Regions from separate parts of the Sus scrofa genome. Here region 1 is linked to region 2. The links are chromatin contacts, called in public Hi-C maps. All regions are on one chromosome and are shown on one strand. The core of a region is the stretch at or near the end of the contact, and the rest is flanking DNA. Distances in the headings are between cores, read along the strand shown. Region 1 overlaps PTK7 (inactive tyrosine-protein kinase 7). Region 2 holds the start of PEX6 (peroxisomal biogenesis factor 6).

Region 1 (6,112 bases), core at 1,901-4,400, 140 kb before region 2:
CCCCAGCCCAGCCCAGTCCCTCGTGGGGAAAGTCCAGGTGGAGTTCAAAACACATAGATGGAGGTCCTGCTGTGGCACAATGGCATCGGCAGCATCTCTGCAGTGCCGGGCACAGCGGCGTGGCACAGAGGGTTAGGGATCTGGTGTTGCCCCAGCTGTGGCGTAGGTCGCAACTGTGGCTCAGATCTGATCCCTGGCCCGGGAACTCCATATGCCGTGGGGCAGCCAAAAAGGAAAAAAGAAAAAAAATATACATATGGGTGAGGAAGCCCCCGATCCTGTTTCCACAGGGTCTTCACGGACCCCAGACAGGAAAGCTCTGTCCTCTATTAGATAATCAGCCTCCAGGGGTTGATTATCTAACAGAAAAAAAAACGAGGGGCCACCAGGCAGAACCATGCACAGAGCACTCAAAAGCACTTGCACTGCTCCGCCCCCTTCCTGCCCCTGCGCTGGGGGTGTGATGAGCAGCGGCTGGAGGACCAAGGGGATTAGGTCCAGATGGCCCAGGAACGAGGCACGAGGGGCAGGTCTGGGTACCATGACAAATGGGGGATGGGGGGAGGCTGGTGGCTGGGCTAACACTGTCCCTCAAATGGTACAGGCTGCTGGGCAAAAAGGAAAGCCAGGTTCTAGATAAGTCTCTTCTCCAGAGCTGACAAGCCCTGGGAAGAAAAATGACAAGCCAAAGAAAACTAGAGTCAGAGAAGAGGACCTGGAAGCCATCCATGCAGTGGGCAGAGGAAGACGCCAGAAGAGCCTGAGACCCACCCCCAGACCGGGGCTGCCAGACAGGAACGAGGGTGTCGGAGAGCTGGGGGGACAGCAGGCGGCCCAAGGTCTCAGCTGAGACCACCTGAGACGAGGTTCCCATGGTGTCCCCCACCTCCCAGGTCAGAGCACAGCCCTGCCCGAGACTCCCAGGGCCCCTGCCAACAGCATACCAGGTCCACGTACTCCAGCACCATGTAGTGGGGCTCGGCCTCCCGGCACAGCCCCAGGAGCCGCACCACATTGGGGTGGCTCAGCTTCCCGAACATCTCCAGCTCTCTCCGGAAGTCCAGCTGCTGCTGCTCGTCCCGGCTCTGCAGGCTCTTCACAAGCACCAGGGTCTCTGCCACCCCCTCCTCCAAGCCCTGCGCCTTCGCCAGGAACACCTCCCCAAACTCGCTTTTCCCTGCGGGCACAGGTCTCAGTCGGCCAACGGCCTTCACCTGATGTGCAGAGGTACCCGGCCTGTGTCACACAGTAGGGAGTCTCTGCCGCTCCCCCACACTGCCACCTGGACGGGGCAGTGGCCTCAGGGTGTGACCCTGAGCAGCCACTCCTGCTTCCATCCTGAGCTTCTGAGTCTCTGATGGGGAAATGACGGGGTTAGATTAATAGTATTTTTCAGTGGGTAGTTTCTATGAGAATTTTAAGTGGCTCATGGTAAATAAGTCTCAGTTCCTTTTTTTTTTTTTGGTCTGTTTAGGGCTGCACCTGCGGCATATGAAGATTCCCAGGCTAAGGGTCCAATTGGAACTGTAGCTACCGGCGTATGCCACAGCCACAGCAACGAGGGATCTGAGCTGTGTCTGTGACCTACACCACAGCTCACGGTAATGCCAGATTCTTAATCCACTGAGTGAGGCCAGGGATTGAATCTGAGTCTTCATGGATGCTTGTCAGGTTCTTTAACCACTGAGCCACGACAGAAACTCCTCGGTTCCATGTTTTAACCTATGCTTAGAGAAATGTAACTAGCACACATTTGTGACGTCTCACAGTTTTTCCTAGAACAAAGCTAACTTTAGTTAAATTTCTTTTCCAAAGTGAGGGGGAGTCAATCTAAAGAAAACTTTAATTAAATTTCTTTTCTGAGGTGAGGGGGAGTCAATCTAAACAATACATGGGGATGACAAAATCTGTGGAGGTGGTATGTGGGCATGGGGACACGCCAGACCAGGCCTCCGAGATGCTCCCCTCCTGTTCTAAGGCTCGAGGCTTCAAAGGACTCCAGAGCCGCCAGGGCTAATGTAGCCTCAAGACAGAACCAGGAGTGGCCGTTATGGCTCAGTGGGTTAAGAACCCAACAGAGTGTCTGTGAGGATGCAGGTTCGATCCTTGGCCTCACTCCGTGGATTAAGGATCCCCCATTGCTGTGGCTGTGGTAGGCTGGCAGCTGTAGCTCCAATTCAATCCCTATCCTGGGAACTTCCACATGCTGCCAGTAAAGTCCTGAAACGAAAAAGAAAACAACAACAACAAAAAAACAACCGGAGCTTGGGGTGACGGTGGCCAAGGCCACATACCCAGTGTGGTGATGGGCTGCAGGCTGGCCCGAGGGAAGTGCATCTTGTCACTTGTGCTATGGCGTTTGTTGGCAGCTGCAGAGCCGGAGCCCAAGCTGGTCAAGGCTACTTCTTCTTGGATCTCTGCTGAGGGCTGTCCATTCTGCAAAGGTCCGCCTGGGAAAAAGGGGCAGGGGGGAGTCAGGATGAGACCTGACACTGGCCACCACGGGGACCGCAGCTCTTTCCCATAGTCCAGTGCTTCCACCAAAGGGGTCCGATTCTGGTGTTCACGCAAAACCGACACACAGTCTAACCGACGAACTGATGCGGAGACAGGCATCCCTTAGGATGACAACCTTCGCACAAGTCTCATCTGAGTACTGGTCTCTGGACACCATGTGGATTTTGTTTTCCTAGGATCTCCCATGTGCAAAGCTCTAAACAGGCACAAAGGGAAAACCACAACAAGGGAGACCCAGGCTCTGCTCCTGAACTCCTAAACTGGTGGGGGAGACCAGCAATGTCCCGGGGGGCTCCAGTCGGAGGAGAGAGAGGGGAGCAGGGGGGGAACAGGCAGATAGATGGCCCTTGGGGGAACTCTAAGACTAATGGGGATGTGGGGAGGTACAAGATGTGCAAAGCGGCATGAATACCATATAATACTTCAATTACGTCTGTGGTTTAGTGCTGAGAAGACAGGGAAACCAGGAGCCTGGCCCAAGAGGCTCCAATGAGGGAGACTTGAGCCAGGTTGATCAGAAGCCCAGGCCCTGGGAATCAGGTTTCCTGCGGCGGTTGGGGGATTGCAGCTCTGCCCTGGCTCCAGCTCTCAGCGCCGCAGCGCTCTCCTCCGCGGCCACGCGGGGGCGCTCAGCACCCGTGCGCAGACCGGGCCTCCCTCCCAGGGCCCCTCACCGTTGAGGCACTCCATCTCCGGCTCCTCGCCCTCGGGCTGCTTCTGAAGCCGCTTGGCCTTGCAGCGCTTCTTGCAGTAGAACATGAGGCCCAGCACGGCAATGATGTAGGCCACAGCGGCGCCCACCGACAGCCCGATGGTCTGGATCATCTTGTACGGGGGAGGGCTGCCTGGGCCCTCTGACTCCTCAGGCACTGGCTTGTCTGAGACACACACAGACAGGGGTGAGCAGGGGCCGCTGAGGCAAACCCAGCCCCACTTCTCTTCCAGAGCCCCAACCCCACCCCACCCCCACGACAAACTCTCAGACACTTGAGGGCCTGACCACTCCCGGAGGGTCACCACCATCACTGGCTTCAACCAGGGCCAGGTCCTCCGGGCCCACTGAGGCCGGAAGGAACTCTGCAAGAGTTGAGTGAGGCCAGTGATCCCCAAGCTGGCTAGGCATGCAACTGAGAACACGCATGAGAAAACACCTGTCCGCACCACCACAAACCCACCCCTTTTTTTTTTTAAGGGCCACACCCAGGGCATACGGAAATTTCCAGGCTACGGGTCCAATTGGAGGTGCAGCTGCTGGCCTACGCCACAGCCATAGCAACGCCAGATCCGAGCCTCATCTGAGACCTACACCACAGCTCATAGCAATGCCGGATCCCTGACCCACTGATCGAGATCCGCATCTTCATGGATACTAGCTGGATTCATTTCTGCTGCGCCACAATGGGAACTCCCACACTGTTTGTTAATGAGGTTTCTAAGTGACTTGATACTGTCAGTCTGGAGGAGCTACATCTGGGAATTTCTGGTTTGTTTGTTTGTTTGTTTGCTGAGCCCACAGCATGCAGAAGTTCCCAGGCCAGGCACTGAACCCGAGCCACAGCAGTGACAACGCCAGACCCTTAGCCTTTTGAGCTACCAGGGAACTCCAAGGAACTTCTGGTCTAGAATCCCAGCCAGCACCCAGCACAGAGCAGTTTCTTTAAGAAGGGATCTTCTGGTTTAGGGGTTTTCAGGGGTCAAAGGTCCCAGGGAGAAAGAGGTGCCAAGAGGGAGAAAGGCTCAAGGAGGAGGCCAGAGCAGCATCCCCCCAACTGTCACACACACTCAGTGGTTTCAACCAAGGAGGCTGTCGCTGCACAGTACTCATTATAAGTAGAACCTCCAAGCGTGCCTGTCGTGGCTCAGCAGGAATGAACCTGACTAGGATCCACGAGGATGAGGGTTCGATCCCTGGCCTTGCTCATTGGGTTAAGGATCCAGCGTTGTCATGAGTGGCAGTGTAGGTCGCAGATGAGGCTCGGATCTTGTGTTGCTGTGGCTGTGGTGTAGGCCAGCAGCTGTAGCTCTGATTCAGCCCCTAACCTGGGAACTTCCATATGCCGAGGGTGCAGCCCTAGAAAGCAAAAAAAAATGAAATGAAATGAAATAAAATAAAATAAAATAAGCAGAACCTCCCATTTAAACCACTGCCACCTTACAGACAGAGAAACAAGCTCCTGGAGGGGAAGGAATCCCTGCCAGGGCCTAGAACTGGATGGCAGGAGAGGCCAGACCCAAACCCCGGGTCCCTGACCCAGGGCTTTCCACCTGACATCCATCCCCTCTGGGCTCTGGCACAAAGGAACCTTGTGCTGGTGGACGCTGCCCTGATCCTTCCCCGCCTGCCTGGAGGCGGGGTGAGGGGACTAGGAGGCATTTTAGGACAAGAGCACCTCCTTCTTGCAACAGGAACACACATCCCTGATGTGCAGCGTTTAAGTAGCAGCTCAAGTCTAAGCAAGGAGGGGACACAGCCAAATCTCTGTTCCTGCTGCCAAAATGGTTTCAGTGCCTTCTGTGCACAGGGGACCGAGGAGTACAAGGATGAGAAAGAAGCCTGGCCCCACTACCCCTCCAGGGTCCATACCCACGACGTAGAGGGGGGCCTCCGTGTGCTTGATGTTGCAGCTGTTGCCTGCGATGCAGGTGTAGCGGCCCGAGTCCTCAGGGGCCACATCATGGATCACCAGGGAACCGTTCTGGAAGATGTGCATCCTGCCAGGAGAGAAGCCCCAGTATTGCTCGCTTGGGCAGTTCCCAGGAGACTGGGCTGCAGGAGACATGGGATAAGTGTGGGAAGGAGACAGCTTACCTGGGTCCCAGCTTGGTGGGGTCCAGGATGCGGTCTTTGCCCTTCCACTGAATGAGCGGCTTGGGGTCCCCCTGGGCCTCGCACCGAAGCAAGGCCGTGTGGCCCTGGTACACGGTCGTGCGCTCTGGCTCCACCTTGAAGGTGATGAACACTGGATGGGAAAGAGCCCGCGAGGGGCAGAGGGCAGTGAGCAATGGGGCTGGCAAGCTGCAGGCTGCTGCCCCAAGGGGCCCGCCAGCCCTGGCCCCAGCACCCTACATGGCCGCACCTGCCACAGTGAGCTGGACGTGGGCACGGATCTGGCCCTGCAGCCCATTGGAGGCGATGCAAGTGTAGTTGCCGGCGTCATCGCGGGTCACCCTGGAGAAGTGCAAGGTCCCGGCGTTGTCTGTCACCCACTCTGGGAGGCTGCTCCCATCTGTAGGGGCAACACAGGGAAGTGATGGGAGGGACCAGGGTTCCACGGGTGGCCAGGAAGGCCTTCAATCACTTAACTCTGCTGAAAAGCAAGCCACTGCTCCTAGCTACCCACACACAAGGTCCAAACTCCCGCACCAGGCCTTGGGAGTCCCCATGACTCACTCCTAATTTTTCAGCCTCATCGCCTTCTACTGCCCCGTATAACACACCACTTCCACCAAACTGGTTTTGTTTGTTTGTTTGTTTTAAGGGTTGCACCTGCGACATATGGAAGTTCCCAGGCTGGAGGTTGAATTGGAGCTGCAGCTGCCAGCCCACGCCACAGCCACGGCAACGCCAGATCTGAGCCGTGTCTGCCACCTACAC
Region 2 (5,663 bases), core at 771-3,270:
AAAGAGTGGATGGCATGCTAACCATTATTTGCTAGGGGAAAAGCTTGGGAGGAAAGGATGTTTATTTTTGGGTGGATATTTGTGTCTGTATGGGTGCTGACCCAGGCAGGACACCAGATGTATTTACCCACTCCTAAGGTCTCAAGGAGCACCACAGCCCCAAGGCCTGGAGCTTTCCTGCTGCCATGTAAAGCAGGCATATCCTCTTTGGACTCCCCCCACCCCAATCCTCCCAGTCCTTGGTCCCTCTAAGTGGCAGGAACTACCAAATGGAAACTTTTATCCTTGTGAATTCAGATACCTAGTACATTCTTGCATGCTGTTTTGAAGATGTGGAACTAGGCATTTTCAGGTTTAGGACTAGAGGTAACCTCCAGGAACTATAATCAAACACTTAAAAAAGTATTTTCTTATCTCTCTAGGGATAAAAATATCTTATAACATGTAAACCTAATAGTCACCCTTTCAGGTTTTCAGAAAATTCTCAGCAATGCAGAATGTACAAGGTAGAAGACTGCTTCAAGATGTAAGAAAGAATGGAGTTCCTGTTGTGGCTCAGCGGTAACAAATCTGACTAGTATCCTTGAGGATGAGGGTTCAATCCCTGGCCTTGCTCAGGGAGTTAAGGATCTGGTGTTGCCGTGAACTGTGGTGTAGGTTGCAGACAAGGCTTGGATCTGGTGTTGCTGAGGCCATGGTGTAGGCTGGTGGCCACAGCTCCGATTCGACCCCTAGCCTGAGAATCTCCATGTGCTGCGGGTATGGCCCTAAAAAGACAAAAAAATTTTAAAAAGATGTAGGAAAGGAGGAGTTCCCATTATGGTGCAGCAGAAACTAATCCAATTAGTATCCATGAGGATGCAGGTTTGATCTCTGGCCTCGCTCAGTGGGTCAGGGATCCGGCATTGCCATGAGCTGTGGTATAGGCCACAGATGTGGCTCAGATCCCACGTTGCTGTGGCATAGGTCAGCAGCTAGAGCTCCGATTTGACCCCTAGCCTTAGAACTTCCATATGCTGCTATGTGTGTGGCCCTAAAAAGAAAAGAAAAAAAAAATGCAGGAAAGGAGAAAGTTGGGTAGTAGCTGGTAGAGAATGCAAAATGCAAGGTCCAGAAAGTACATTGCCACCAACCAACCCAATCATTCTAAATGCAAGTATGTTGTTACTAACTGGAAGTATGGCCAGTCAGTGTCCAAGTGCACAGGACACTTATACGGAGCAGTGGAGGTGGAGCCAAGGATGGATTCTAAGTAACAGCACAGATGTTGGGTTAGTACTCATGACTGAAGCCTTGAACCCCTCTCTTCTGCCTCCTCTGCTGCCCACCCGTCTCTAATGGATCTCTAGTCAGGTAGGATTGGTGGGGGGGGCGAGCAACTGGTTTTGGAAAGATGAAAAAGTAAAGCTCCTTTGTCTTTGCCTCAGGTTTGATGGGAATAGAACAAACAGGACAAGAAACACTGGAACGTGGGTTTTGTGTAGGATGTGTTGGAACAGGTGTGGCAGCACCAAGCACTCCAGGGCTACATGAATCATATGCAGTAATTCAGCCAGCAGCCACTCCATATCCATGAGCACATCCAAGACAGTTTTATAATCTGACTGCTCCCTCCTGCAACCTTCCCCACAACCCCCAAACCTCAGTGCCAACAGTGCCACAGAGTGAACTCCTGCCTAAACACTCTACCTACAGCTCCCAGACGCGGGCAGGAGTTTAGTCCAGGGCATGCTGACCTTTCATTGATCAATCAATAAACTGCTAAGTACATGCTCTGCGGCAGGGTAATTGACAGGACGTTACTCCCCAAGCAGGCGTGGAAGGTAAATCCCTGTAAACACACCTCAAAGGGTGCGTGCGTAGACTACCCGACCACAATTACTGTGCTACTGCCATCAAGACATCAGCCAGACCAGCCCAAGGCACCACCCTCTCTGAGCAGCTCTAGCGCCCTACGCCTCGCCCACTTCCCTCGCGCCTCCCCTGACGGAAGCGGAAGCGGCGTGTGAGCTGCCCCGGCGTCCGGCTTCCCGGTTACGGAAGCTGCGCTCCGCCGTGGAGCTCTTTGGTCTCTTGTCACCATGGCACTGGCAGTCCTGCGGGTGCTGGAGCCCTTCCCGACCGAGGCACCCCCGTTGGCGGTGCTGCTGCCACCCGAGGGCCCCTGGCCTGCGGCGGGGCTGGGTCTGGTGCTGGCGCTGCGGCCTGCAGGGGAGAGCCCGGCAGGGCCCGCGCTGCTCGTGGCGGCCCTGGAGGGGCCAGGCACAGGCACCGAAGAGCAGGGGCCGGGCCCCCCGCAGCTGCTAGTTAGCCGCGCTCTGCTGCAGCTCCTGGCCCTGGGCTCCGGGGCCTGGGTGCGGGCGCGGCCGGTGCGGCGGCCCCCAGCGCTGGGCTGGGCGCTGCTTGGCACCTCGTCAGGGACTGGGCTCGGACCGAGAGTCGGGCCGTTGCTGGTGAGGCGCGGAGAGGCTCTGCCAGTGCCGGGACCGCGGGTGCTGGAGACGCGGCCGGCGTTGCAAGGGCTGCTGGGCCCAGGAACGCGGCTAGCTGTGACTGAGCTCCGTGGGCGGGCCAAACTGGGTCCAGAGACTGAGGACAGCAGCCGGCCCCCACCGCCACCCTTGGTGTCCTCCTTCGCGGCTTCTGGCACGGTCCGGCGACTCCGGGGAGTTCTGGGAGGGACTGGGAACTCGCTGGGGGTGAGCAGGAGTTGTCTCCGTAGCCTCGGCCTTTTCCAAGGCGAATGGGTATGGGTGACCCGGGTCGGAGAGTCATCGATCACTTCCCAGCCACACCTGGCCACGGTGCAGGTCCTAGAGCCTCGATGGGACCTCTCTGAAAGACTGGGACCTGTTTCTGGGCAGCTGGGAGAGCCCCTCGCTGACGGACTGGCCCTTGTGCCTGCCACTCTGGCTTTTAATCTCGGCTGTGATCCCCTGGAAGTGGGAGAGCTCAAAATTCAGGTAGGATACAGGACTGAAGTCAGGAATGCGTTCTCTTCTTTATCCCCCCCTTCTTTGTCTTTAGCTGAACTGGAAGACCAGAGCTATAGAATTTGGGTTCCTTACTCCCTAGATCTTGGACTTTCTGCTTAATGCCTCCTAGGCTTATGTATCCATTCTCTACAATTATGTTGGTGGTGTATGGGAAGAGCCTTCACTATTCCTGTGAAAGGTGAGAGTCACAGTCAAATTACAGATCGAATCAGTTTTTTTGTCCATTTGCTGCTGCGTGTCCAGTATTGTGCTGGGCAGTGTGGAGGATGCTACCTCAGTGCTTATCCTTGACTTCAAGTTCCTTCCTGGCCTTCTGGCCTCCTCTGTTAAGAGCCTACCTTCCTTTCCTTCAAGGCCCATCTAAAGATGCCACCTCCTTCTCAAAGCCTCGTATACTCTCACCACAACAAATTTAACATTACCTCTTCATTTTGTACCTTTCAGGGAGCATTTATTTTATTGTCTTCTTATAATCATGTAATCTGTCTAGTCCTCAATTTTATATTGTAAATTCCTTGAAGGAAAGGGCCCTTTATTATCTTTAGTGCTTAGTATTTCACTTTAATATTTTATGAAATATATCCAAGAGAAGTTTTTGCTTTCTGCCTTTAAGGAGCTTACTTTTAAGAAGATGGTTGTGTTGAGGGGGACAAATATAATCTAATGGTTTTTTGTTTTTTGGGGGTGTGTGTGTGTCTTTTTAGGCATATTGAATTTCGAAGGCCAGGGACTGAATCTGAGCTGCAGCTGTAGCAACACCAGATCCCTGAACTCATGCCTCTGCAGCGACCTGAGCCACTGCAGTTGGATTCTTAATCCACCACACCACAGTAGGAACTGTCTGATGTGTCATTAAGCACCTAGATTATGGTTTAGTCCTGCACAGTCCAGTAGGGAAGCCACTAGCCACTTGGTGGTTCTTTAAATCGGTTGAAACTAAATAAAGTTAAAAATTCAGTTCTGGAGTTCTCTTGTGGCACAGTGGGTTAAGGATCTGGCATTGTCACTGCAGTGGCTTGGGTCACTGCTGCAGCACGGGTTCAATCCCTGGCCCAGGAACTTCCACATGCTATCAGCATGCCCCCCCCCAATTCAGTTCTTCAGTTATTTTAGTCACATATCAAGTGCTCCATAACCACATGTAACTATAGAACATTTCTATCACTGTAGAAAGTTATGTTCGGAAGTGCCGGACCAGGCAGTTAGTGCTACGGAATGTCAAGAAGAGATAGAAGGTGTGCGTGAGTGCAGGTGCGGGTTTCCCTCAGAATGGAGGAAGACTACTGGAGCACCTCACACTGGCGCTCATTCAGCTGCCCCAACCCTTTCAGCTTCAGTCAGATCAGATCTGCTAAGTACAGCTTGGATTCAGAGTGTCCCCACTCATGTCCAATTAATATTCCCAGTGGCTGCCTGATGTCACTCAAAGGACTTGTGGGAATTAAAAGTCTTTACCATTTCACTGGCCCTGGGCCAGCATAAAGGCATCGCAGATTGGTTATCTTTGCTGGTGAACGTTTTGGAGCTGGAGTCAGAAATCTTCCTGGTGCTCATTAGAAGGTGAGGTTTCTGTTTTCTAAAGAAGATAAAGGTGTTCGGCTCTTCTGCTGTAGGTCCCCTCTCCCACAAGCCCTGTGGTTACGGGAAGTATAAAGGATGAAAGTAAAATACTGTTGCTAAGAGGCTGGGCAGAGCTTGACTACTTGGAAGGAGGTTATAAAGTGGTGGTTATTTCTCTAACAGAGGTACCTGGAGGGTTCTAGCACCCCTGAAAACAAAGGAAGCTGCTCAGTGCTGCCCGGGCCTCCGTTTGCCAAAGAATTACACATCGAAATCGTGTCCTCTCCTCACTACAGCACTAATACAAATTACGACCATGTTCTTTACCGGCATTTTCAGACACCCAGGTTAGCTGCTTCCCCCTTTCAGGAGGATGGCATCTCACCCTCATTGCTTTCCTCCTACCCCCAGCCTTGGGGTCAGGTACCATAGAGCCTCTGCTTGTATTTTATTTTTTTATTTTGGTATTTTTACATCTGCAGTATATGGAGGTTCCCAGGCCAGGGGTCAAATCGGAGCTGTAGCCCCCAGCCTATGCTACACCCATAGCTACACCAGATCCAAGCTGATCTGCAACCTACAGCACAGCTCATGGCAGTGACAGATGCTTAACCCACTCAGCACGGCCAGGAAGTGAACCTGTGTCATCATGGATACTAGTCAGATTGGTTTCTCCTGAGCCACGATGGGACCTCTTAGCCTCTGATTTTAAGAAAGCCACATTTTAAGGCAGTGTTGTGGCTAGAAGCCCAGCAGTGTGTCAAGCGGACAATAGAAAAGAAATCTGGACTACAAGCTGAATCCAGACATTCTAAACTGAGAAACCATAGTGGCTGAGTGGAAACAAATCTGACTAGCATCTATGAGGACTCAGGTTCGATCCCTGGCCTCACTCATTGGGTTAAGGATCTGGCATTGCTGTGGCTGTGGTGTAGGCTGGCAGCTGTAGCTCCAATTCTACCCTAGCCTGGGAACTTCCATATGCCGTGGGTACCTCCTTAAAAAGACAACAACAACCAAAAACCCTGAGAAAGCACCTGGCTTTGAGAAGGCCCCCAAAGAGCCGAGATGCTGCTTTGCCCCTCTCTGGTCTCTGTTCCCCTCTCT

Evidence for each region. Hi-C and Micro-C count contacts between places; a contact is called where the count stands out from the background.
Region 1: a contact with region 2 is called in a Hi-C map of omental adipose tissue, with 2.5 times the contacts expected there. The contact joins the enhancer-like site here to the promoter of PEX6 in region 2. A contact is called at or near these places in 3 of 5 promoter capture datasets (fetal liver, fetal skeletal muscle and liver), 17 of 47 Hi-C or Micro-C datasets (alveolar macrophages, blood, brain and 10 more) and 2 of 2 datasets of contacts at active chromatin or transcription factors (alveolar macrophages and skeletal muscle).

Annotation. Positions count from the first base shown.
Region 1 is chr7:38,187,724-38,193,835 of Sscrofa11.1, reverse strand. PTK7 (inactive tyrosine-protein kinase 7) reads right to left here. Exons shown (of 20, transcript XM_005666019.3): 11 at 5,595-5,744; 12 at 5,327-5,477; 13 at 5,102-5,229; 14 at 3,192-3,395; 15 at 2,295-2,450; 16 at 945-1,177. Among named protein-coding and RNA genes, the nearest start is that of SRF, 23 kb to the left of the region's middle. Within about 2 kb of position 3,150, at least 12 of the 83 cell types and tissues checked have an H3K27ac peak or open chromatin away from gene starts, as enhancers often do. A contact at or near this core is called in omental adipose tissue, where this site is marked.
Region 2 is chr7:38,048,713-38,054,375 of Sscrofa11.1, reverse strand. It overlaps PEX6 (peroxisomal biogenesis factor 6), which reads left to right and starts at 2,020. Exons shown (of 17, transcript NM_001110426.1): 1 at 2,020-2,963; 2 at 4,426-4,556. The coding sequence starts at 2,082.